6 separate regions of the Mus musculus genome follow, and regions 1, 2, 3, 4 and 6 are each linked to region 5. The links are chromatin contacts, called in public ChIA-PET and Hi-C maps. All regions are on one chromosome and are shown on one strand. Each heading gives the region's core, a stretch centred on a gene start, on an enhancer-like site or on the middle of the called end of the contact. The rest is flanking DNA. Distances are from core to core; before and after follow the strand shown.

Region 1 (4,293 bases), core at 1,120-3,619, 430 kb after region 5:
AAAAATGGAAGACTAAGCACTAAGATAAGCTTGACAATATCCTTCTTGTAGAGGCTGAGTTTTTAGTTTTTAAAACATAGGGGTCCATGTAGCCTGTTGGCTCTGACTTCCTGATTCTCCTGCCTCCACTTCCAGACTGCTAGGACTACAGATGTAAACCTTCACATCCAACTCACTAAGTTGCCCAGGCTGGCCATGAACTTGAGATCCTCCTGCCTCAGCCCTGTGAGTAGCTTACATTTTGAATCTGTGCCACCAGGCCTGGCTAGCATCAATTATTTAAAGGTATCAACTCAGGTCTCTTTGGAGTCCCTGAAGATGTCTCAACACTCTAAATTCCTTGCTGTGGATTCTGGAGCCCTAAGGCCTCGGATGAGCTGCAGCTCTCTGACACCACTTCACGCCGCTCTGCTCCTCTCACTCCACCCAGGCTGGCACTCTAGCTGTTCTTGGAATCCAGCTCCCAGCCTCTGCAGTTGCTGCTCCTTTTCCTCAGAATGCTTCTCTCAAAGAGCCATGTGAAGTGTGGTTCTAATTTCATTCAGGTCTCTTACTCATTCACAATCTATTCCAGATGCTGAAGTGGGTACTGCGGTTAAGCAGATCAGACAAAGACCCTTGCATGAGGGTCTCCCCTTCCAGAGAACAGACAGACAAAGACAGTATGTGTCAGAAGACAGCTGTTCTATGGAGTAGGAGGAAACATGGAAGGAGGCGGCAGAATCGTTTCGTTTGAGATGCAGGAAGGTCTCATGGAAAAGCTTATAGGTAGGGAAACACCTAAAGAATTGAGAAAACCCACTGCTCAGAATCATGACAGGCCATGTTAATGAAAACTGGTCAAGATACAAAGTTGAGCTCCAAGAACTGTAGTCACGGGCAGCCTAATATTAAAGAGCAAGAGGACACAATGTGTTAACTAGCAACAGTTAGGAGGGAAACCATTGCTACAGCTGCTTGTGGCATCCAGATAAGGATGGAGCCCTGGCCCTGCACGCTCCCTGTAGGAGCCATTGGGGAACCTCAAGTGCAGTCTCCTCGCTGAAGCCCTGAGAAGGGTCTTGGGAAATCTGGGAGGACTGGAGGAAGAACAGCATGGGAGAGGGCAGTGTGCTCTACCAAGGAGCTTTGCTGAGAACAGAAGCAGGGCCAAGGCAGGGGCAGAGCCAGGAGGGGCAGAGCCAGGAGAAGTTCCAGGGAAAGGGAGGTGCTTGAGTGGGAGGGGTGCTATCTTACTTCCTGTTAAATTTCTACCATGCCCAGACCAACTCTGGGCATAAGAAGGATGATAAGACATATTGTCAAGTGAGAATGTCGGTGTTAGCAATAATATCAGGAAACAGTTCCTCTGTCGAACCAGCATTGGAAGATTGAAGTCTCATTTAAAGAGATTTATAACTATAAAATGTTATCTTAGGTATGACCCCCACCTATAATACAGTTTACGTCAGGAGCCCTAAACTTAGTATAAAATGCAATTCCAATTGACAGAGTCAACACTAGGAAACACCAGAAGGTACCAAGCAATACCATGTAAGGAAAGACACACATTCTAGAAGTTAAAATGCAAGTGTGTCTATGACTGCTCTCATGCTAATTAGCCTTAACATACAGAAGAGCAGCGTCCACACAAAGAATTCAGTCATAGCAATAAGCTCCTTTTTGGGGAATGGGGCAGGCTTGGGAGGTTCGAGACAGGGTTTCTCTGTTTAGCTCTGGCTGACCTAGAGTTCACTCTGTAGACCAAGCTTGCCTTGAACCTGATCAAAGATATGCCTGTCTCTGCCTCCAGAGTGTTGAGATTAAAGATGTGGGCCACCACTGCCTAGCTAATAGTCTCCATTGTATTACAAATATTTTTATTCAAATTATCATAGAAAAACTGAAATAATATGGCAGTATATAAAAATCTGAATTTCAGCACAAATATTAATGTGCTCAGTTATATAAATTATATAAATTTAGCCTAAATATAAAGTAAAAGAACTTTAAAATGATGAACTTTTAAGATAAATTCCCAAGTGATATCAGATTGTCAAGTACTATTACAAAAAAGTTACTACTATCATCTACCACTACCAACACAGCTCACACTCAAAGTGCTCTGTTAACGTTAAAACTTATGGTGAGTCTGGGGGTGCAACTCAATAGCACAACATTCACAGAGCTTGCACAAGCCCTGAGTTCAATGCCTACTATCTCAAAACAATATAAACAAAATAAAACTTATTATCTGTCACAGAACTTGAAAAACAAAAGTCACCTGTCACCGAAACAATATTGAGTAACCGTCTCATGGTTTGTGGACTGATGTCACTGAACCAATCCTCAGTAACCAGCAGCTTTGTGAGATCAAAGGACATCTGCCTCGTGATGGTTCTCTGCATCTGCCTTCTGCGGTAAGTATCCTGAAACAACAGCACCAGTGAGAAACACCCATCCTTGAGAGTTAACATGCACGCTTATGGTAAGACCAACAAAACAGACTGCAGAGCCAACTCAGTGGGTAAGAAAAGCAGAATTCACAATATTAACCAAAGAGAAAGATTGCAGGCTAGTCAAGTACAGTCACTTCTGAGGCACTTTCCAGAGCAATGACTCAGTAGAGTTGGCAGGCAGGCATCCCATGTGTTAGAGAAAACGTAATGTCTCAGATAAGAAGTGCACAGAACTCTGTAAAGAAAATCACGGTCAAGCTCCATAAAGCCTCGTACTAGGAGCCATAAAACAATAAAGCAGGTAAGTTCCTTCATGGTTCTAGGGATTCAGCATCTCTATTTTTAGGGTGTTTTAAAGTGTAACACGATTTTATCCCAGGCACAGCCACTCTTAACTTCCCTGGCATTTCCTCAAAGAGTTGAAGGCACCCTGTAGAGTGGGCTGGAGTGGCTAAGGTATCCCACTCCTAAGAGAAGAACACTCCCCCGAGTCCTGACGCATGGGAAAGGTAGATGAAACCATAGGTCCCCAAGAACCTGGGCTGCCAAGAGAGAAATCCAACATGCAGCATCACACACCCCCCTGACCTTGGCGCTATCATTTGTCACTCATATTATCTCTGAATTCATATCCTGCAAAGCATGTGGGCACAAAGCCAAAGACACAAGGTTTAAAAAGTAATGCCCCCCCCCCAAAAAAAAAGCTGGGCGTGGTGGTGCACACCTTTAATCCCAGCACTCAGGAGGTGGATTTCTGAGTTTGAGGCCAGCCTGATCTACAAAGTGAGTTCCAGGACAGCCAGGGCTATACAGAGAAACCCTGTCCCGAAAAACCAAAACCAAAACCAAAACCAAAACAAAACCAAAGTAATGTCCAGATGGTAGCAAACAAGAAAACAGGCAATGCCAGTATGAGCCCACGTCAGCCATCCGTAAGTGACATTATCAGCAAAGCTCCCCTGCCTGTGGACACCTTCCCACTTTACAAGCCTAAATAAATACACCTGGTTTTGCTCTACAAATAAGATGGGTGGACAGAGAGACTGAAGCACTGAACCAGAAACCCAGGGAGACTGGGAAGGGCCCTGAATCACACCTGGGCGTGGAGACTACAATCCAGACCTTGTAAACATTGGGCAAAGAGAAAGAACCTAAAGAGATTAAAAAAAAAAAAAAAAAGTAGGGCCGGCACCTGCTCAGGAACGAACGTGAGGCCACGATCATTTGCTGGCTAGGAAATCTTACTACTTAGGTGCAGAGTCAGCAGTGATCTGGGAAGAGGCTGCGGGGTGGGGGCCTCCTCCCTGATGAAGGTCTTTACCCTCCAGGCAGCTCTGAGGCAGCTGACGCTGAAAGGGAGCTCCGCACCGACCTCAAGAGCTTAGCTTCGTGTTTGCCTTTACAGGAGAACACTAGGCGTTGATTACAGAGAACACTAGGCGTTTACAGAGTACACTAGGCGTTGTTTACAGAGAACACTAGGCATTGTTTACAGAAGAACACTAGGTGCCACAAACTTAATTTTATTTGAATGACTGCTAAAAAAATAAAAATCAGAGTCAGGATATAGCTAAGTGGCAGAATACTTGCCTAGCATGCGGAAGGCTTTGAAAGGCTCAACCCCAACACTCTAAGGAAAATTCAATCACACCATTAAACGGCAGGAATGGCACCTTACCCTTCTGTTGAGGGCCGTTTTGCTACCAAGCTTTGTCATCTCCCCAAGGCTGTTCTGTGAAACTCTTCTGTCAGCATCCTCCTGCACTCCTGGAAGAAAGCATTGGGACAGCACTGTGGTGGTTAAAATGAGTTTCTCCCAGAGCCTCCTGTGTCTGAACACTGGGCCCCACTTGAG
Region 2 (4,256 bases), core at 1,701-4,200, 260 kb before region 5:
AACTAGAAAACTTTAGGCAACCCTCTTTCATTCTCTCTCTCTCCCTCTCCCTCTCTCTCTCCCCTCCCCCTCCCCCTCAGTGTGTGTGTGTGTGTGTGTGTGTAGGTTCTTGTTTGCAATGTGTATGGAAGTTAGAGGGCAATCTTGGGTAGATGGCAAGGTGGTATTTTGCTTTCTATTGTTGTGATAAAACAACATGACCAAAATCAAAATTCTAAAATATGATAGCAAGATTTTAAAAAGTTTTTATTAGATATTTTCTCCATTTACATTTCAAATGCTATACCAAAAGTCCCCTATACCATCCCCCCACCCTGTTCCCCTACCCACTCACTCCTACTTCTTGGCCCTGGTGTTCCCCTGTACTGGGGCATATAAAGTTTGCAAGACCAAGGGGCCTCTCTTCCCAATGATGTCCGACTAGGCCATCTTCTGCTACATATGCAGCTAGAGTCAAGAGCTCTGGGGGTACTGGTTCCAACTAGTTCATATTGTTGTTCCACCTATAGGTTGCAGACTCCTTCAGCTCCTTGAATACTTTCTCTAGCTCCTCCATTGGGGGCCCTGTGTTCCATCCTATAGATGACTGTGACCATCCACTTCTGTATTTGCCAGGCACTGGCATAGCCTCACAAGAGACATCTATATCAGGGTCCTTTCATTCATTCATATATATATATATATATATATATATATATATATATATACATACACACGCACACACACACATGTGAGACTACTCAAAAACTCAATATATTTTAAGTGGAAGGAATATTGGGGGGTAATAACTATAGCAATGCATATTTAAATGTCTTGCAGTACAGAATAAATTTGCATGCCTGCATGTATATGCATTTCTGTGCATGTAATCTTCTCAACTACCCCAATATACTGTGACTCATCAAGACCAAAATTGATAAGATCATGTATCAGCTCCCATAGGCACTGTCCTTTTCAACAGAATGCCTGCCAAGAAACCAGGTCTTCCAGATGACCATCCAATGCCCATGGTCAGGGGTTTCCATCACTTGAAATCCTACAAAAAGAAAAATCAAACTGAAAGCAAATGTCTACTTGAACTCATTCACTAGTGTTCACTAAATTATGACAAAATTTTCTTATCAAAAATTATTACAAATGAAAATGCCATTGTTTAACTGCTAAAACCAATTCTGTATGTGTATTTCTGCGTGAGAATGTGCAGTGGAGTACAGGAGCCCAGGAGCCCAGGAAAGGGTGACAGGTTATCTTGTAGGTGGGTGTAAGCTGCCTTGATATAGGTACTAAGAATCAAATAGCAGCCCCATGATTTTAAATTTTGAACAATAGCAAACTACAAAATAACACTTTCCCCATGACTTCAATCACATAAAAATCTTTTTTAGGTGAACCAAGAACAAGCTAAAATAGAAGGGAGGGGAATAGATAGATAGATAGATAGATAGATAGATAGATAGATAGATAGATAGATAGATAGAGAGACAGAGAGAGAGAGAGAGACAGAGAGAGACAGAGAGAGAGAGAGACAGAGAGAGAGAGAGAGAGCAAGCCTGTGTATGGTGAAACAAGAAAACATTTAACCCTTAAGAGCACTGTCTGACAACACCATCCCTTTTCAGTATATAAACAAGTCCATTCAGCATTCAGTTGTAGACAAAGTCATCAAATTTACTTGGAGCTGAGCAAGGGGTTTAAAAGGCTGAGAAACAAAGGGTGAAAAACATTGGAATCAGACATCAAGTTTCAGAATATAATACAGATGGCTTCATGGTTGAAGAACAGGAGTCTCTAGAAGTAACCAGAAGCCCACCTGGTGCCTTTTACAGGCATTGAGCCAGAATCATCCTACATGTTCATCAGAGCCACACAAAATTTAGTACGAAACAGAAAAAAAAAAAAAGCCCAATCATATGTTTCCATTGACTACTTAATATATCTATTGCTCAGCCGCTGCAAACTACATGGGGCTTTAAACATGCAGAGTGTAGAAATGACTTAAGAAGATGTGAAAGTATCTGAAGGTTTCTTGTGAGATCTGGATGAGGCTATTTGCATACGACAGCCAGAGCAAAACCACAGGAAGCTATCTCCACCTCGTTCACTCTTCCTTCCTTTTGCTCCAGCCCATCCATCCTTCTTCTCTCACCACCAGGGCCCCCTCCCAGTAAACTCCAAGCCACGTGACTGTTTTCAACATCTGCTTCCTTTCTTCTCTTTCATAGAAAGCACGCATGAATAATCAGACCGCTGCTGTTAATTGTAAAAATCATTAGTAAACTTCCAGGTGCTGTTTACTATATATGCATTGTAATTTTCTATCCTAAAACCAGCAACTCCCCCGCATCATTGTCTGCCCTGGGCGTGAGCACTCTGCAGCTTGGAGGCTGTCAAAGGCGGTTGCAGCCCCACTTGCAGGGACTGAAAGGGGTCGATCCACACCTGCAGTGTTTGAGGCAATAATTCCTAATATTAACCAGACCTCATGAGGAGCGGGCCCTTTTGCCAGCCTCCTCATGATCCGACACTTACAATCCACGTGAACTCTTTGAAATAAGCTAAGATTGGCCGGCCCCCTCCCTGAGTTCATTCTTCTCTCTCCCACCATGCCGCCCTATTGTCCAAGGGCTCTGGAATGAGACTCGCGGAAGATTAGAAAGGAAACCCAGACGGCATGCCAGTCTACTGCCTATGACAGAGGGGCCTGCGTCTTTTACACCACAGAGGCGGAGCAAGCCGGTGGACCCGAGAAAGCCACAAGGAAAGGAAAGGATGGTTTCTGGAGCTGCACCTGAGAAAGATCAGAGCTCAGAGGAAGTAACTCGCCCGAAGCCACACAAACACAGCCTAATGCTTTGGTTACACAAAACACACCGCAGCTTCCATCTGTTTCCTTGAAGGCACCTGTGGTTTTCCTTCCAGCATTTCAAGAGACAAGGAAACAAAGCTTGCATTTACATTTCCCAGGTACAACCAGGCACCCCGCGCACCTGCTGCTCCCTGTGGGCTTCCACACAGTCCTAGTTAGCTTCAACTGTCAAACTGACACAGCCTGGAGTCATCTGAAAGGAGAGCAGAACCAGGCTGACCAGCGGTTGTATCTGTTGGGCATTGCCTTTAGTGTTAAATGGTGGAGGAGGGCCCAGCATACTGTGGGGGACAGCTGGTCCTGAACTATACAAGAAAGCTAAGTATGGCTGGGCGGTGGTGGGGCACGCCTTTAATCCCAGCACTTGGGAGGCAGAGGCAGGTGGATTTCTGAGTTCGAGGCCAGCCTGGTCTACAGAGTGAGTTCAGCCAAAGTACACAGAGAAACCCTGTCTCAAAAAAAAAAAAAAAAGAAAAGAAAAGAAAAGAAAAGAAAAGAAAAGAAAAGAAAAGAAAAGAAAAGAAAAGAAGAAAGAAAGAAAGAAAGAAAGAAAGAAAGAAAGAAAGAAAGAAAGAAAGAGCGATCCAGCAAGCCACAGCCCTCCATAGCTTCTGCTTCAAGTTTCTGAATGAGCCCTTACCATGACTTCCTTCAGTGGGACTGTGATATTGAAATGTACACAAAATGAACAATTGCTTCTCTAAACCACTTTTGGTTATGGTGTTGCAACAACACAATAGAAATCAAGCAGGTGCTTACTCCGTTCCTGTAGGAGAAGCACTGACAACTTTCTGGGTCCTGTGAAGGAATGCACCTGGGTCCCCAAAGGCTACTCTTTGACCTAGAATGTGCTGCATTTTGTGAGTTTACACCATGGTCAGTTCCTACTGCTAGCTTGTCACTCGCTCATACACCTATGTCAAGGCTTCTTGACATGCCTTGAGAAAGACAGCTTTGAATACATGAGTGAATGAATTAAAACCTACCAAAATGATTTCTATTACCTATACCTCTCATAAATGTTAGCCCTAAGAAGTTCAACACCAAAGTTCAATGGCAACAGTGTGTTAGTCACTTTTCTGCTGCTGTGGTGAAACACTGTGATCAAGGCAACTTATAGAAGAAAGAGTTTATTTAGGCTCATGGTTCCAGGGGGTTTGAGTTCATAATGTTGGGGACAGAATGAAGGAGGTGGAAGGCACGGTGGCTTGAGTGACAAGCTGAGGGCACATGTCTTGTAACATAAGCAGTAAGCATAGATAATGACTGGAAATGACATGAGGCTTTAATCTCAAAGCCCACCTCCTGTGACATACTCCCTCTATTAAAGCACATGTCCTAAACCTTCCCAGACAGCTGCACCTTCTGGGAACCAAATGTTCAAACGAAC
Region 3 (4,262 bases), core at 1,546-4,045, 280 kb after region 5:
CTCCTGCAGTGAGAACAGGTAATTCTGGTCCAGTCCAGTCCCTGCACAGGACCACAGGGGTTCAAACTTAACTCGAAGGCTTCCAGGAGTGTACAGCATTCTAAGAGCTGGGTCCTCCTCCCGCTTCCTGAATATGTGGGAGACTTCATAAACTGCAGCTGCTTCTCACAGCAGAGATGCAGCAGCAGGCTAATGGATCTCAATAGTTCCCTGGACCCTAAAGACAGGGGCAGGCACACAGGCGTAGATGCTCAGAGAGAGAGGAGGGTGCCCTGGACTTCTTGAGACATCACAGACAGCAGGAGTTCGGAGTTTGAGGTCACATCCAGCACGAGAGGGGGAATGCCTTGAGAACACACGAAGGTCACCATCGCTGAGGTATAAGCACTTTGCAGCCCAAGGTCTAAGAGAAGGAAAGTCACCTCCCTGAGTTAGAAATATGTCCCCTCTTTCCTACAGGGGAGAAGCCATAGCCTAGCCAGGAAGGTCAGGCTCTGCCCATTGCCTGTTCTGAGAAGGAGGTAAGTTTCCTTGGTTACACTCTGATTTCTTAGAGACTGACCCTCTAATGCCCTGGGTCCTGCCAGGAGTATGATACACAGGAGATCACAAAAAGCTAGCAGAGAGAGGGGCCCTGTCACGGTAGGGAAAAATGAAGGCAATCTCCTGCCTAGGTTCGGACCCACAGCCAGGCCTTCCTGCACTGGTGGGACAGGCACAGAAAGGCCTGGCAGCAGCGTGTGGCACAGACATGGACCTAGAGGAAGAAAAGTTGGGGAGGGGTGGTGGCCACTTACAGATCCCCAGACAGCCAGGCTCAGGAGCCTCTAGGTGTGAGTGTATGGCCCTGCCCTGGGTGGTCCTGTGGAAGCAGGCACCCAGTTTACACAGGCAGCTCTCCCTACACATCTGTATGAGGAAGTTGGGGTCAGAGCTCCAGACTCAAGTCCTTCTTGCTGAATTCCCCTACCAGACATTGTAGGAAAAGAGGAACCCTTATTCACCGGCCACCTGCACCAGCATTTCTGGGCTGGGCGGCAGTGGCAGAAACAGGTTGTCCTAGTTTTCCAGCATAGAACCTCACGCACAGTTCCTCTTCTGGGCCTCGGCCTGCTGCTGAAGCCTCAGGGAGGGTGCAGGAACTTCCTACAGGCTGGATTTTAGGTCATATCTCACAGGTTACCCTTGTCAATGCCCTCTGCAGCTTTCTCTACTTCCCCCAATCCCTCAATATTTAAGTCCCACTCAGCACCAGTCATGTGTGACCCCGGCTTATCTTTCCTCCAAAACCTACTGCTCTCTGCACCCACCCTTCCATCCCCCAGTTCCCATTGGCCAAGACACCTGTCCTCCAGCATGCGACCAGAAAACTTTCCATTTCAGCTTTGTGGTTCTAGGGATGGGACATTGCACTTGGGTCGTGCTGGGAAAAATACTTGACCCATGAACTAACTACATCCCTACGCCTCAATTGTCCCTTTTTGTTTAAGTCTAGATCACTGCTTAAGACTGCTCATCACTTCTGGGCCTTGACAGAATCTTTCTCCCCAGGACCACCCAACGCCAGCAGCCCAGCGCCTGCCCTCCCTCTGTGGCTGCCTCTAATGCCACCAAAGCTACAGAGCCTTCAGGTACATCAGTAATGCTTAACCCTCGAGGAGGTCATGGGTTGGAGACTTTTCATGAACAAAGTGTATGATATATGAATGTCTCTCACTAAACTGCTTTTTTTTCCTTTTCTTTCTTTTTAATTAATTAATTTATTTATTTATTTATCTTTGATACATTTTCGTGTAGTTCATGCTGGTCTATTAATCTGATGTCACTGAGGGTGACGGGTATCTAGATAATCCTGTTATCTCCCACCTCCCAAGTGCTGGGCTGAGAGGTCTGTGCTACAGCACACCTGGTTTCTGTGAGCCTGACTGTGTGCACGCTAGGCAAGCACTTGACCTACTAAGCTCTATCCCCAGTCCTGAGAATTTCTAAACGGAGACAACACTGACTGCTGAGCTATTAGGAGGTAGTGAGTCCTCGCAGGGCTTCAAAGAGCTTCCAGAATCTTCTAGACCTGACATGTCTCTGCATTTTCCCTTTATAATAACCCTGCAGGGCGAAATGTACATGTATATATCCTTGTTCATTTTACAAGACACACAGTCACTGTTTCGAGGACGGTGTAAAGGCAGAAGGTCAAACCTGAGATGATATGACAGACACGATGAACTCACTGAGGGGAACAAGCCGCACAAACAAACTAAAGGACACCCAGAATGGAGAAATACTGTGTCTGACCATGACAATTTGGGGGTAGTGAGAGATAACGACAGCCACACCTGCAGGCAGGGGACAGGACTGGGGTTGGGTAGATGAATGTTCAAGAGGCCTTTGGGATTATAACTTCCCTGATCTGTCTGGGAGGAAAGAGACTGATGGGGCAATGGTGCCACGCCCCCTCCACGGGCAGAGCACTGAAGACATCTCATTTGTAGCAGAAGCAGGAGCATGCGGGGAGGAGGGAGAAGCTTGGTGGGGCTGCAGACCTGTGAAAGCTTGGGTTTTCTGGGGCCTTTTGCAGTTTGTTTTAGGATCCTTTTTTTAATATCATTATTCAAACCGCTAAAAACATCTGAACTTTCCACCCCAAAGCTGACTCAAGGCACCTCACGGTGATGTCACTACGAGTGAATTCAAGTTGTTGACATTTGAGAAGCCACCGTGTTCTGACACTGAGGAAAAGGTCACTGCGTGAAGGGTGTCCTGTGAACCATGAGTATGCACGGAATTGTGCTCACAGTGATGCCCACAAGCTCAGACAGATGTCTCATGTAGCCACACCCCTTCCTCTAGCACTGTCCTAGCATGAAGCCTCGCCTTCAGCTCACCGTAAAGGAGGGCTAACGTGAGAAGGGTGCTCTCAGAAGGGCCCACCATCTCTCCCTGAGGAGAAACTCACTTAGTCTTGAGCAAGGGGAGACTGGGGTCTACGGCACTGAACAACCACAAGTGCATGTCTAGGAGTGAACCTCAGACCTGGAGCCAGAAGCCAGACCTGGGCACACAGCAAAGAGGCCTCCAGTTAATTCTCTTCATGCTGACGCTGCCTGATGGAATGAGAGCTATGAAGGTCATGGTGGGGAAGGGGCTGAAGGGCCTGGGGTCCAACAGACCCTGCTTGAGTGGACTGGGAGGTAGAAAGAATGGACAACACTTCCACACAAAAAGCAGAGGAGTGGGAGGGCCCATCTCTGGGGCAGCCAGGTGTATTCACAAGCCAGAAATGGGAACAATTTAGACTAACCCAGGCATGGGCCAGGTATGAATTCAAACCTTGAGACAACACTGTATTTGGAACTAGCTTGCTACTAAGCCCAAAGGCTGGAGTTTGGGGGCTCAAAAAATCTCCATGTCTACACGGGGGCGAAAAATGAGACTTGAGTTTAGATCCGGCTCAATCTAAATCTTTAATTCAGAACCTGCTATGGGGACTTCATGAGGCTCACCGAGGACTTTACATCAGAGTGTGAAGGCCCCTTACCTCCCCAGGACTCATGTCCCCCACAACATAGTCCCCTCCCCAGCCAAGAGGGCAGGAATCGTGCACAGAGAAACTCACCTTCCTTGCACTGTGCAAATTACAGCTACACCATCCAATGACAGCATTTTACCTCAAGTCCTGCTGGTCCAAGATGGCTACCCAGCCGGGCTACCTCTCTCTCCCATAGAAGTCTCCCTTAAGGCATCTGAAGAGGTCTCCTGACTTCAGTGGAAGAGTCATCAGAACTGCCAGCATGTGCCTAGTCCCTCAGGGCCTAGGTACAGCCCGATGGAGCTCCTATATCTTCTGCTCCCACCTAGACAAGGCATCCTGATTCATACTCTTTCCTTCCTTTCTCTTCTCTAATATTGACCCATTCCTTACGCTGAAAGCACCGTAACAAATACCAATTGGATAATGAAAGGGGTGAGCAACATGGAGTGCAAGCCTGTATGCAAATGTCACAATCAAACCATTATTCTGTATGCTACGCTACAAAGGAATTAAAACTGAATCAAAAGAATATAAATATGGGCCAAGGGCTCTGCACTGAATGCCCTGTGCCCCCTCTCTACAGTGCCCAGCACGGAATGGCAAATGTAAAGTCAGACCCTATAGATCAGGAAGATGGGAGTCAGGGGTCTCAGCAGGGGAAGCTTGTGAATGAGCTGCAGAGACCAGGTCTACCCGACTGCACTTTACCTTGGGACCCACCCTGAGCTGC
Region 4 (3,779 bases), core at 1,099-3,598, 400 kb after region 5:
TGCTCCATTCAAATTTCTTAATTTTTCATAAAGCAAGATAAAAATTAGATAGCTAAGTAAGATAACAACAGAAAGAAAAAAACAAAAAGAAAGAAAGAAAGAAAGAAAGAAAGAAAGAAAGAAAGAAAGAAAGAAAGAAAGAAAGAAAGAAGGAAAGAAGGAAAGAAGGAAAGAGGTGAGAGGGGGAGAGAAGAGAAGGAACAGAACATGAAAAAAAATTGAGGACTTTTAAGAAAAAAAAAGCTGTACTACAATACCCACCTGCAATGATCTCCCGTAGTTTGGGATCCAGGTTTACCGTGCATGGCAAAAAGGTCTTTACATCTCGAGCCACAAGAACTGGAGTCCTTGAAGACAAAAACACTTCAAAATTTCTTATATCTCCATCAATTTCAAGAAGTGGCTCAACATCTTTAGTTGTTGGGATATTCTTTGATATTCTTCAAAAAGAAAGAAATGAAAAATCCATTAATGCTGCTATCAAATTCTTCATTCTTAAACCTTGTTGCTTCTGTCCACAAGGAGCACATTACACACTGGCTCTCATTTCAAAAATATCCTTCAAAGAACCTAAAAGAGGGAAATAATAATACAGTCCCAAGACGACTAAGGTGACAGTGAGGAAGTCAGAACTGCACTGATGGGTGTGGACTAGAGAGACAATGAGAAAGAGGAAGACACACCAGGTACACCACAGCCAACTGCTCCTGCTCGCTGACTGAACTGGGCTATGAGCGCACCCATATCACACAATGAGGGAGAGGCTGGTGCTGAGACCTGGGATTTTTCTTTTTTCTTTTTTAAAAATATTTTTATTAGGTATTTTCCTCATTTACATTTCCAATGCTATCCCAAAAGTCCCCCATACCCCCCCCCACTCCCCTACCCACCCACTCCCACTTTTTGGCCCTGGCGTTCCCCTGTACTGGGGCATATAAAGTTTGCATGTCCAATGGGCCTCTCTTTCCAGTGATGGCCGACTAGGCCATCTTTTGATACATATGCAGCTAGAGTCAAGAGCTCCGGGGTACTGGTTAGTTCATAATGTTGTTCCACCTATGGGGTTGCAGATCCCTTTAGCTCCTTGGGTATTTTCTCTAGCTCCTCCATTGGGGGCCCAACCTGGGATTTTTCAATGTGACACCGTGGCTCTTCCCCCCCCCTCCCCCAGGGAAAAAGCTTTTTAAATAAATCACACAAACTAAAAAAGTGTCAGCACAGGTTTTTTTTCCTTTATAAAAGGCTATTTTCTATTGTAAAACTAATATATGCTTATTGTATAATAGATATGATAAAACACAGAAGGTAGCCTGGAAAGGATAAGATTTAGTCAATCAAATATAGTAATATATTTGTACTCTTTTATTGTATGTATGTGTATGTATGTATGTATGTGTGTGTGTGTATATATATAAACTCATATTTATATGAGTTCAAACCATAAATAATTTTGAATCAATCAGAAATTCTCAAATGTAAAAATAAGTGAATTTTAGTCATTAAAAACACTTACTAGACAATGTTACAATGATCAATATGAAATTGTCTTGAAAGTAAACAAATGGCCAGAATGTTCCAGTTCTTCTGGGTTCTCCCTACTAACCACCAGGGAGTAAGTAAGCTGATCTGAGATGTGTGAGCGAATGCTCCAGAGATAAAGCAATGAAAACCACAACGGAGATGCTCAAACAGGTGGACAGGAGAATTGGGAGAAGGGCCAGTGTCCACTAAGTGATGGGTACAGAGTGGATGGAGGCTGATATCACAGAATACAACTGAACAGGAAAAGGGAGTAGACTGTGTTGAACTTGACAGGGGCAAACCTCATAATCAGCTATATTAAGTAAGGAATCTGGCCAGTGTGAAGGAAGCAGATCACAGTTCCCAGGGAACTTGGGGAGGTGAGGAGGAGAGTAACAGGACCACGATGAACCTGGAGGAAACCTGCCTAGTGGTGGCATGGCCACCTCTCTGACTGGGAGGACAGCTCTGCAGACCTAGGCAAACGCCAGCCATGAGACCGCACAGCCTCCGCACACGTTTCCTATGGTAACAGCATCTCTAGAAGCTCTCCTCACAGCACTGGCCAGTTACTCAAGAGCCTGTGCTCCTGGGTGGCACTAGGGCTCCATTTTAGGGGAAAGAACATTTGCCTGCTCTTCCCAAGTGAGATGGAACCCTAAGATTAGCAACAGCTGCATCTTTTCTTTGGGATCAGCACTTTATTGCTGAGACCCAGTACTTGGCTGGTAGCCAGATATTAAAAGTCATCTGAGGGAAGATCCAGAGAACAAAATTAGCAAACAAGGAAAGAATGGGTGCTCGTGAGAAAACAGGGCGAGCAGTTCTGTGTGAGTCTCACAGACTCCTGCTACAGACTCAAACATGCACACAGCACAAAGCTCTTTAAGATACCATTGCTTTCAATAAAGTAAAACAGCATCCTCACTGATTATTAAGTACATTTAATGAGTAATGAAAACCTGGAAAACGATCACATGGTATCATTTGCAAACGTAGAAAAAACACTAGAAATGAAACAGTTAAAAAGGCAGTTCATTTCTCAGAAGTGTAACACACAAAAAGAAGAGGCTAGGAAGATTTAGATAAAAACACACAGCTGACAAGTCACATGAAACAAATTAACCGAATCCTAATGCCAGCGTTGCTTTCAGCCTGAATGCGAACAGTGTTCTCAGCGTGGCGAACAATGCGGCTGTTCACAAGCCAAACGTCTACTGCTGCTCTCCAGATTGGAGTCTCTATTCTAACCTTTTGAGCTCAATGCATTAAGCCCTTCTGTTAAAAGAGACGTTTATGTAAATGATAATCTTTTGGCAGTGGGCCATCAAAATCATATGGGCTTTTATTTTTCAGATATTTTTTCCAAAGGTTAGCATTTAAAGAATTTAAATAACTTCACTTTTCAATTAAGAGCAAATTTAAATTTTCAGCACTAGGAATCATGTGAACTAAAGTTGCCAGCAGTTAAATGGCCCACAGAAAGCATTTTTACAGTACAGGCATCACTGAGCTCCCAGGAAGCTTGAGTGTAGTTTCTTTTGATGCCACTGATCGAACAGCACTTGTTAATGCCAACATCCATGTAAGTTAAAGCATTTTGATGATAAATGACAGTGCTTTATTATAGAAGACACAAATAAATTACTTGGCAGAATTTACATAAGTCATTCCTGTCAATTCTATTCAAAGTAAGGCTCAAAATTAAATGGAAAATTTTATATCTTAAAGGTCCATAATGTATAACTTATGAAACGGACATTATATTTTTTCTGAAGTTGGTCATCTAATAATGTGATTATCCAATAAAGAATTAAAATTAAGATTTACCCCCCCACCCCACTCCACCTCCCAATTTTCACTCACTGATGATCAAGCCCAGGGTTTCACGAATGCTAGGCAATCCAAACATCTTTATAAGCTCTCATCTGCCTTGGAACTGTATTACACTTGAGACAAACTTAACTTCCAGACGACCCTCACAATAATACAGACAGAAAGGCCCACTCAGTGCTGGGGATGTACCTTCATGAAAGGGTGCTTGCTTAGCACCCACAAAGCCCTAGGTTCAATCACTAGCAATGAAGGAAAAAACAACAAAAGCCACCCACTGTAATGCCAGAGTCAGAAACAAAAGATACCACACAACTCATTTTAAAAGTAATTTTAAATGACATAAATTATAGGTGTATATGCCTGAATGTTGATATATGTGCACATGAGTGCAAAAAATCATGGGACAGAAGTTTGTCAACTGC
Region 5 (4,171 bases), core at 1,107-3,606:
AGACTTTCACACCTGTGTCCACTTCAACATTCCTTCATATGTTTGCTCCAGCAAAACACCACCCAACTGACTTTCTCAAAGAACTGTTAAGTTCCCACGTCAGATACTGATGTTTAAACGTAAAAAAGAAAGTACTATATGCCATGTAGACATGAGGGAAAACACAGCCACCTGACCTCAGAAATGTTGGTCCACATGAGGCTGGCTTCCTGATGACAAAAGAAATCAGAGTTATAAATAGCTATTAGAAGGGCCTGGAGAGACAGCTTAGCAATTAAGAACACTCTGCTCTTGCAGAGGACCCGAGTTCAGTTCTCAGCACCCATGTTAGTTAGGCTGCTCACAATCTTTGTAACTTCAGTTCCAGGGCATCCAACACTTCCTTCCTTGAACATCTGCATACACATGCAACTACAAACACAGGCAGACATACATGCATATATGCATAATTAAAATTAAACCAAATCTTTAAAAAATAAACACCATTTAGGGATATTGATGGTGGAAGGCTATGAATAACATAGCAGAGACAGCTAGGCCTCAGCAATACGGTATGAGCAATACTAGCAGAGTATATAGAATAACACATCCTGTGAATAAAATATATGTTCACTGCTACTGCAGAGCAATGTATGTGGTAACTAGGTACCCAAGTACCTACTCCAGGTACACACACACACACACACACACACACACATACCTAGGCCTCAGCAGGATTTCATCTTCCATTTTCCCCATCCTTATCTGACCCCCAAGATTAACCATCACAACCATAGAGAACACATTAATTGGCATAGAAGCTGAACCATGTGACTGTGTTCTTCGTCTTCATCTGCTATGACAAAGTTTATTGCAAACGTCTCTCTAATGCAGTGGTTCTCAGCCTTCCTTTGCTGCAACCCACTAGTACACTTCCTCATGTTGAAGTGGCTCCCAACCATAAAATTATTTTGTTGCTACTCTATAACTGTAATTTTGCTTCTGTTGTGAATTGTAAATATCTGATATTCAGAATATCTGATATGTGAACCCTGCCAAAGGGTTCTTAACACATAGATTGAAAACTGCTACTCCAATATATCTCCGCTCACTTCTAAAGCAAAGAGATTGTTGGTGCCTCATGTAGGTGTCTCTGGGTGTGCCTTGTGTCGTCTCTTGTCCTGCATGGTACTGGGAATGTATGCCACTCATGGTTCTGCCTCTATGCCCATTAATGTATTCTTCATCGACTTTAAACCTACCTTCCTCCGACTTGTTTTGTAATATTCTTAGGCTTGGCAATGGTCCCATTGCATGGTGGGAGAGGACATTAAAAGTGTCTATACCACAGACTTACATGGAGCAAATGCAGTTGCCTTGTAGTAGAAAACTTCAGAGTATTAAGTTGCCACCTCCGCATGATTACAAATGAAACGCTTGCTCTGCTGTGATGACCTAACTGGTGTCAGGACTTTCCCCTAAGGGAGACTACTATCCTGAACTCATGTCAGTCCCTGAGGACATATAGTCATATGGAAATAGGAAGCCAGAAGAGATTTCTAATGCCTGTGGCCAAATCAGCTGTTTCTGTGCCCTCTGCACTCGCACCTGTCAGGCACCACCAGTCCCATGGAAAGTCCACCCTCGGACGATGCTCCCAGGGCTAGCATGAAAGGAAGGAAGGAAATCTTTCCCATCCCACCTGACAGGTGTCGGGTACAATGCATGCAAGATGACCCCCTTCTCTCTTCACTATGGAAAGGAACTCTCAAGTCCTGTGATGACAGGCACCCAGGGGTAACACTGCAGTACCCTTCTGAAATTGCTCATATATCCACCATGCTTGAAGGTAGGGTGTGGCCGTGAGTGCCAAGTCAATCAACTGAACACTTTCACCCCCACCCACCCACCCTATTGCTAGCTATTTTCAAAAGAGGAGTGCAGGTGCCCAACTTCCTGTGGCCGAAATGACTGGGTTGCTAGAGATGACTCAGTGACATGTGTCGTGGTTGTCTGACACAGCCGGTGTGCCTCAGAGCCCAGGAAAGGTCCCTGCCCACAAACTAGTCAGTCTGCAGCCAAACAGCCCTTGAGTTCCAGGCACCCGGTTCCAGTCCCCCCCACCCCGCACCCCCTCCTGGAGCCAAGATGGACTCTGTGCACAAAGCAGGTGTGGGAAGGGAGGGCAGGGAAGTAGGCCCCATTGTTTTTATAACAATCCCTTCTCATTTTCTATACTGCAGCCTTCAGTCCATTACAGGCAATTTCCTGGCATCACCCAAGCTTGAAAGGCCAGATCAAAAGTACAGGGTGTCCCAGCTGTGTGGGCCTCACTCAGACTGAACACTAACCACAACCCTTGCAGATAATTTATTCCACTGGAGACACCCTGTGCTTCCTCCCTGGGCGCCTGGCCCTCTGGTCTCCTCCACACTCCAATTGTGGAAGTACTCATCTCCCCTGTGACAAAAAAAAAAAAAAAAAAAAAAAAAAAAAAAAAAAAAAAAGGCTGCTCGGCTTTGGTTTCACACCTGCTGGGCTCACAGGATTTGAAGCCATAGTTGGGACATACAAAGGCTCAGAAAGCTGAATTTAGGTTAACAAACTGTGTTCGTTTTAGTATGTTAGAGGAACCTGAGAAGAGGATGTTGATGTTTGGTGCTCAGTAGGTGATCAAGGAATTAGAGCAGAGGCAGGAGCAGAACTTCATGAGGAGGGGTCAGGTGAGTTCTGGGATGGAACCAAAAAGCAGGAGGATAACTACTGCATAGAGAGATGACACAGGGCACAGATCAAGGACAATAGCCTCTAGATTCTTTAAACAACGTGTGTGTGTGTGTGTGTGTGTGTGTGTGTGTGTGTGTGTGTATGTGTTTGTGTTTGTGTTTCTTTCTGACTGTCTGTCCGAGTGTTCGTATTCACATGTGTATATATGAAGGTATACCTGTGTGTCTTAAGTGTGTGTGTGTGTGTGTGTGTGTGTGTGTGTGTGTGTGTGTGTGTCTTTCTGTCTGTCTGTCCGAGCGTGTGTATGCACATGTGTATATATGAAGGTACACCTGTGTGTACATGTATGTGGAAGCCAGAGGTCAACCTCATTCCTCAGGAGCTGTCCACATTGCAGTATGAGACAGAATCCCTCACTTCCTTGGGCCATTGCCAAGGCTAAGCAGACTGTCAAACGAGCCCCAGGATCTTCCTATTTCTGCCTCCTGGTGCTGGGAATGCAAGCCCAGCATTTTTCACTAGTTCCGGGCTGGAAACTCAGAGCCTCCTGATTCTTTGGCAAGCATTTTAACAACCTAGTTATCTTCTTAGCCAGGAAGAACTGTTACCAACCAAATAAGATAACCAGAGAGTAGAATGGACATTGGGAAACGGCTATGCCTGAAGGCTTTTATCTGATTTTATTCTGGTTCATTTTTATTCTATTGAGGTAGGGTCTCAAGTAGTCCAGGATGGCCTCAAACTTCTGGTCCTTTTGTCCCCACATTCTAAGTGCTAGGATTAGAGGCATAGGTTACCACAATTGCTCGTGAAGGTTGTGTTTAAAACCACAAATAATATAGCTGCAGGGTAAGGTAGTTTATTCCTGTAATCCCAGCATTGCGGAGGCTAAGGCATGAAGACAGAAAGATGGCTTCAGGTGTAATGTCAGCACGGGTGACATAACGAGTTCCAGGCAAGCCTGGACTGCACTGTGAGACCTTGCCAAGAGAGAAGGAGGAGGGAGGGAAAAAGGAAGAAAAGAAAGAGGAAAGGAAGAAAGGAATGAAGGGAGAGAGAGGAAAGTAAGGAAAATAAATCAACAAACAACAACAACAAAACAGGTCAAAGATGATAATTTTCGATCTGAGAATGTAGTTCAGTAATAGAATCCTTGCCTAGGTTATGTTAGGCTATGGAAGATGGAAAGGGTAGGGGGAGGGAGACAGTGGGAAGCTTTTTGTTTTTAACAACATTCTGAGCCTCAAGCTCTGTCACAAAGTCTGCCTCTCCAGAGAGAGTCAGATGCAAGCGCAAAGTTCAGCATTTGAGTTTGGGTTTGAGGTTTTAAGGAATTTGATTTTTGCCAGCTACAAGAGGAGCTGTAATCCATGAAATACAGCAGGTACCTCCTGGGCCTAGTTCTGCATGCCTGCTAACATTTAAAACTGCACTTGTGGTACATAAAAGATTTATAATGATCTCA
Region 6 (4,018 bases), core at 941-3,440, 430 kb before region 5:
AAAATAGAAGGTGTTCAATCCCATGAGAAATATAGTCAGCAAGATGGCATCTTCTCTTCCTAGAATGTGCGGACACTGTGGCGCATTTCCTCTCATCGTCTCTGCAGGTAGATAAGTGAGGCATCTGCACACAGGACTTCGAGTTGCCAGTGTGCAAATCAGCTTCACATGCACTGAGGCTATTGGCCAAGAAATATTCCAAGTACTGATAGTCCCTGAAGGGGGAATTCAAACTCTACCCTGTGATTGCCATTTGTGTGAGACAAGACTCAAATTTAGACCAATGGAGAAAGAGTTAACTGAGTGTTGGCCCATCTGTTGATCTACTTAGCTGTGTATTAGAAATATTGCTGACAATAACCACAGAATGGAGACACATCAAATCGTTTGGTGAAGTTAACACTGACTCATGGGCCAAAGATAGTTCAAAGACTGTATTTGTCTACGTCTTTGAATTTTTTATACTAAGCAAGTCTTGCTTTTATGAACTGAAAAACAATCAGACTTAGGAATGACATGAACTGCTTCAGAGGAGAGCATGCAAGGTTTGGTCTAGAAAGACCCAGAACAGTGTTGTTCTGAGTCTCTGTCACCTGTTGGGCGATGTTGGTCTTCTGCAGTATGCATTCTTATATCTCTTAAACAGCGCAGGTATTTACAGGGGTGCAGTGAAGACTGGAATTTAACGTTTCTCATGCATAACTCAAGCTCATTTTCATCACCCACAATCCATCTAAATGGTACCCAGCAATGTGATAGAAGACCCGAGTAAATTCTTGTTCAGCTTCATTAACTCCATGAGAAAGCCTCTATGTGTATCCCCCACCTGGTGTGGGTCAAGTCAATAGAAGGCTGCCCAGCCTTTTGAACAAAGATATGCTCCCGTGTGCACTCTTGGGATTCTCCCATGCATCTGTTAGAAAGGATGGGGAGTATAAGTCTGCCAAAAACCTCACCATCTACAGTACCAACCTGAGTTACTCAGAAAAAAATTTAAAGTGGATAGTGTTTGTAAGCTCACCCCCACCTGGAGTCCCCCGGGGGCACTGAGTTGGAGAAGTGGGGCTGAGCTGTAAGAGCAAGACTGAGAATCATGGCAGCCCCTCTGACTGCATACCACACAGCGACTCCCCAGGATGCAAAGGCAGCAACCAAACAGCACAAATTGGAAAGAGGAAAAAAAGTGTGAAATCTGCTCTGGGCCATCAGAGGAGGCTGATGTAATCCGGGTTGACTCCAGGGACAGTAATGGTGCCAGCTATGGAGGCCACATGGCTTCTAATGAGGCCAGGCCCAGTTGCAGCTCAGAAGAGTGGGTGAGCAAGCCAAATCTCACCCAAGGACAGAAGCAGCCCTGACAGCTGGTGAGTGAATTAACTTCAGGCAAACCAAGTGGACCCAGGTGGTGGGACATTTCGAATCTTTCCCTTCTGGTGGAAACAGAACAAAACATTGCATGGAACACAGCCACCATGGCCTTTTTTAAAATTTTTCCTTTGATTTCTTCTGACAGATTTCTTGGAGGAGGGGGCAAATAAGAGGGAATAGCTCTAAGACCCACCCGGACAGACATCAGTGACATGGCAGTGCTAAAGGTTGCTTAGAAAGGGCTATTTGAGAGATGGAGCATCCCTACTGAGTGAGATCAAGGCAGTGTCCAACATGGTTGAAGGACACCTTGTCAGATGACTTAACTCTTGAGGAGAAGGACCGCCATGGATGGTAATCAGTGCTCCTAAATTGCTGACCCCAGGCATTTGCACAGACGACTTTTTTCCCCTCCATTTTCATAACTAAATGGCTGTCTTCCCTCCCTGAGCTTCTCACCCTAGAAGTGCCCTGCAGGGGCTGCCATTCTTAAGTTGGGTAGACACCTACTTCCTACAGAATTCAGCCAATAGGCTGAGCCTGGTAGTTTGAAAGCCATCCTGCCACCTGGTGGTTGTATCCCTAAATTGCAAGGGCAGGTCTCTAAAGACGTGAATTTATAAAATAAAAAACATTAAACCATTTTGACAAATGTCAGAGAGACATGAGCATTTCAAAAGGATGGGCAAAATAAAAAATAAGCATATGTTGTGAAAGAAAATAGCCTCACTGATGAGAAAGAGACCAAATCAAACGTGAGTGGGCAGACAGGAAACACAGAAAGCGAACACAGCACTGGGTGTGGGCAAGAGACACCCAGCCCCCCTGATTCTGGTTATTCCAGGAAGATCTGTCACATTGCCGAGGCTGAGGTTAGCATGGTTCCTACACAGCCTGAGGAGGCAAAAGGTTATGACAGCATTTTGGGCCTCTGCATGATAGATAGTACAGAGACCTCTTTATTAGAATGTCAGTACGCCTAGTTTCCTTTTATTTCTTTATCTCACATTTATTTGTTTATCTTTTTTTTCTGTCACCAGTTGTGCCCTGTGTTTAGATCACAGACTGCACATGCAAGTCAAAGTCACCAGGGAGAGGCAAAAGAAAACTAAGTGAGAAAATGCCCAGAGAATCCAGAGCAGCAACAGAGCAAGCCTAAGCTTCGATGAGAACAGGGATAGCCCAGCTCACTTCCAGGGCAGGTCTCACAGGAAGCAGCATCTTACCAACAGTGTCTTGATGGCGGCAAGGGGAGGGGAGGAATAACAGGATGGAACAGGAACATGGTGAGAAAGTGGGATGAGACATCGATTGTTAAAGCAGAGAGAATATAAAATAAAGGGAGTTAGAGCAGGGCAAACAGCAAAATAGAGTGGTGTACGCTTTTAGTGCCTGCATTTGTCAGGCAGAGGCAGGAGAAACTCTGAGTTTGACGAAAGCTTGGTGTCCATCACAAGTTTCAGAATGGGAAGAGTAAGCACTTAAAACTCCAGACTCCGGAAGGGGAGGCAAGTAGGCTGACCACTGGAGGTCACTGGTCGGCCATCCTAGTCTACTTGGCAGGCTGTGAGAGACCCTGTCCCAAAACAGTCAGGGGTCAGGAATTAGAGGACACTTGATAAAGGACACAACTCACTCACATGAAAACACATGCACACGTACACACATGAGAAGGGGTCCATCCTTGAAAATGCCAGAAAGAAAATATTTCACGTAGAGAGGGGGCTGAGGCCTGCAAAGGCTCACAGTAACCAAAGGACACAGGGACTTTGAAGTTCACCCTGACAAATCTGGAATCTCACTGGAGAATTTTAAACAAGAGAGCATCAGCTACCTGGAACACACAGATAACGACTGTAAAGATCACTCCTGGGGCCCTGAGAATTTCAGAGGCTCTGACTGTAAAACCCAGAGAGGCCTTCTGAAAAGCCACTGTGGCTCTTCAGGAGGAAGGCATCTCCAGAGCTCTTCAATGCCAGGCATCTACCATTGGTTTGGGGCATTTAGCTAACATATGCAGGTCATGTGAGGGGTTCCCATGGTACACACAAATGCTGGTGAAAACCTGAAGTTGACTTTCTGACTTCCTGGTGACCATTTTAGCACCATCACAATGAAAAGACACAATGCAATCCATTTGGGGATAATCACTATAGAGTGTTTTAATCCCCTAGGCATGAGGTCTGTGGTTGCCCATCACAGATTTCAACTCCTATTTTTTTCTCTTATCTCTGTTCTCCCTCCCACTTCTCAGCTTCAAGATGCCTGTCTCCTCTTTTGCTCTGTTTAGAGACAGTCTTTAGAGTAAGACCTAAGGAGGCTTGATCTGGTATTATACAGACTCTTCCAAGGGAGTCAGCTAAACAGGGAACCTGTAAACCATGCATGAGCACTGTGGCAAAGATGGCCTCACTTCTGACTCGGATCTCCAGGTTGGTCTGAGAACATATCATTTTACTTGGCTGGTTTCCAGAAAATTATTTACCTATGCTTATTTATGTGTCAGCCCATGAAGCTGGCAAACCACAAAGAAAGCCTCTTTTCCCCCACATACTAGCCAGCATTTCTGGTGTGAACCTCAGAAGAAGTGGGCAGTCTCTTCTTAAAGAACTTGAAGACCTTGACATTTTTCCAGCATAGGAATTTGAGG

Evidence for each region. Hi-C and Micro-C count contacts between places; a contact is called where the count stands out from the background. ChIA-PET counts read pairs in DNA pulled down with a chosen protein or histone mark.
Region 1: an RNA polymerase II ChIA-PET map of memory CD8 T cells shows a contact between it and region 5, with 19 read pairs. The contact joins two enhancer-like sites. A contact is called at or near these places in 1 of 15 datasets of contacts at CTCF or cohesin (large pre-B cells), 1 of 484 Hi-C or Micro-C datasets (cranial neural crest) and 1 of 115 datasets of contacts at active chromatin or transcription factors (memory CD8 T cells).
Region 2: an RNA polymerase II ChIA-PET map of memory CD8 T cells shows a contact between it and region 5, with 8 read pairs. The contact joins two enhancer-like sites. A contact is called at or near these places in 1 of 484 Hi-C or Micro-C datasets (pro-B cells) and 2 of 115 datasets of contacts at active chromatin or transcription factors (effector CD8 T cells and memory CD8 T cells).
Region 3: a Hi-C map of natural killer cells shows a contact between it and region 5, with 4 times the contacts expected there. The contact joins two enhancer-like sites. A contact is called at or near these places in 1 of 484 Hi-C or Micro-C datasets (natural killer cells) and 1 of 115 datasets of contacts at active chromatin or transcription factors (memory CD8 T cells).
Region 4: a contact with region 5 is called in a Hi-C map of uterus, with 4 times the contacts expected there. The contact joins two enhancer-like sites. A contact is called at or near these places in 1 of 15 datasets of contacts at CTCF or cohesin (large pre-B cells) and 5 of 484 Hi-C or Micro-C datasets (cranial neural crest, embryonic stem cells, group 2 innate lymphoid cells and 1 more).
Region 6: an RNA polymerase II ChIA-PET map of memory CD8 T cells shows a contact between it and region 5, with 5 times the contacts expected there. The contact joins two enhancer-like sites. A contact is called at or near these places in 1 of 484 Hi-C or Micro-C datasets (embryonic fibroblasts) and 3 of 115 datasets of contacts at active chromatin or transcription factors (CD8 T cells, effector CD8 T cells and memory CD8 T cells).

The regions. Positions count from the first base shown.
Region 1 is chr12:25,011,412-25,015,704 of GRCm38.p6, reverse strand. It overlaps Kidins220 (kinase D-interacting substrate 220), which reads right to left. Exons shown (of 32, transcript NM_001081378.1): 20 at 4,117-4,205; 21 at 2,264-2,408. Among named protein-coding and RNA genes, the nearest start is that of Gm36236, 38 kb to the right of the region's middle. Within about 2 kb of position 2,369, at least 89 of the 459 cell types and tissues checked have an H3K27ac peak or open chromatin away from gene starts, as enhancers often do. A contact at or near this core is called in memory CD8 T cells, where this site is marked.
Region 2 is chr12:25,701,110-25,705,365 of GRCm38.p6, reverse strand. No RefSeq gene overlaps it. Among named protein-coding and RNA genes, the nearest start is that of Gm36886, 230 kb to the right of the region's middle. Within about 2 kb of position 2,950, at least 32 of the 459 cell types and tissues checked have an H3K27ac peak or open chromatin away from gene starts, as enhancers often do. A contact at or near this core is called in memory CD8 T cells, where this site is marked.
Region 3 is chr12:25,154,109-25,158,370 of GRCm38.p6, reverse strand. The region is part of intron 4 of Gm36287 (a long non-coding RNA gene); the gene reads right to left. Among named protein-coding and RNA genes, the nearest start is that of Gm36287, 17 kb to the right of the region's middle. Within about 2 kb of position 2,795, at least 60 of the 459 cell types and tissues checked have an H3K27ac peak or open chromatin away from gene starts, as enhancers often do. A contact at or near this core is called in memory CD8 T cells and natural killer cells, where this site is marked.
Region 4 is chr12:25,033,115-25,036,893 of GRCm38.p6, reverse strand. Kidins220 (kinase D-interacting substrate 220) reads right to left here. Exons shown (of 32, transcript NM_001081378.1): 23 at 262-440. Among named protein-coding and RNA genes, the nearest start is that of Gm36236, 59 kb to the right of the region's middle. Within about 2 kb of position 2,348, at least 70 of the 459 cell types and tissues checked have an H3K27ac peak or open chromatin away from gene starts, as enhancers often do. A contact at or near this core is called in uterus, where this site is marked.
Region 5 is chr12:25,436,731-25,440,901 of GRCm38.p6, reverse strand. The region is part of intron 9 of Gm36723 (a long non-coding RNA gene); the gene reads right to left. Among named protein-coding and RNA genes, the nearest start is that of Gm36886, 36 kb to the left of the region's middle. Within about 2 kb of position 2,356, at least 88 of the 459 cell types and tissues checked have an H3K27ac peak or open chromatin away from gene starts, as enhancers often do. A contact at or near this core is called in CD8 T cells, memory CD8 T cells, natural killer cells and 1 more, where this site is marked.
Region 6 is chr12:25,862,488-25,866,505 of GRCm38.p6, reverse strand. No RefSeq gene overlaps it. Among named protein-coding and RNA genes, the nearest start is that of Gm29835, 110 kb to the left of the region's middle. Within about 2 kb of position 2,190, at least 27 of the 459 cell types and tissues checked have an H3K27ac peak or open chromatin away from gene starts, as enhancers often do. A contact at or near this core is called in CD8 T cells and memory CD8 T cells, where this site is marked.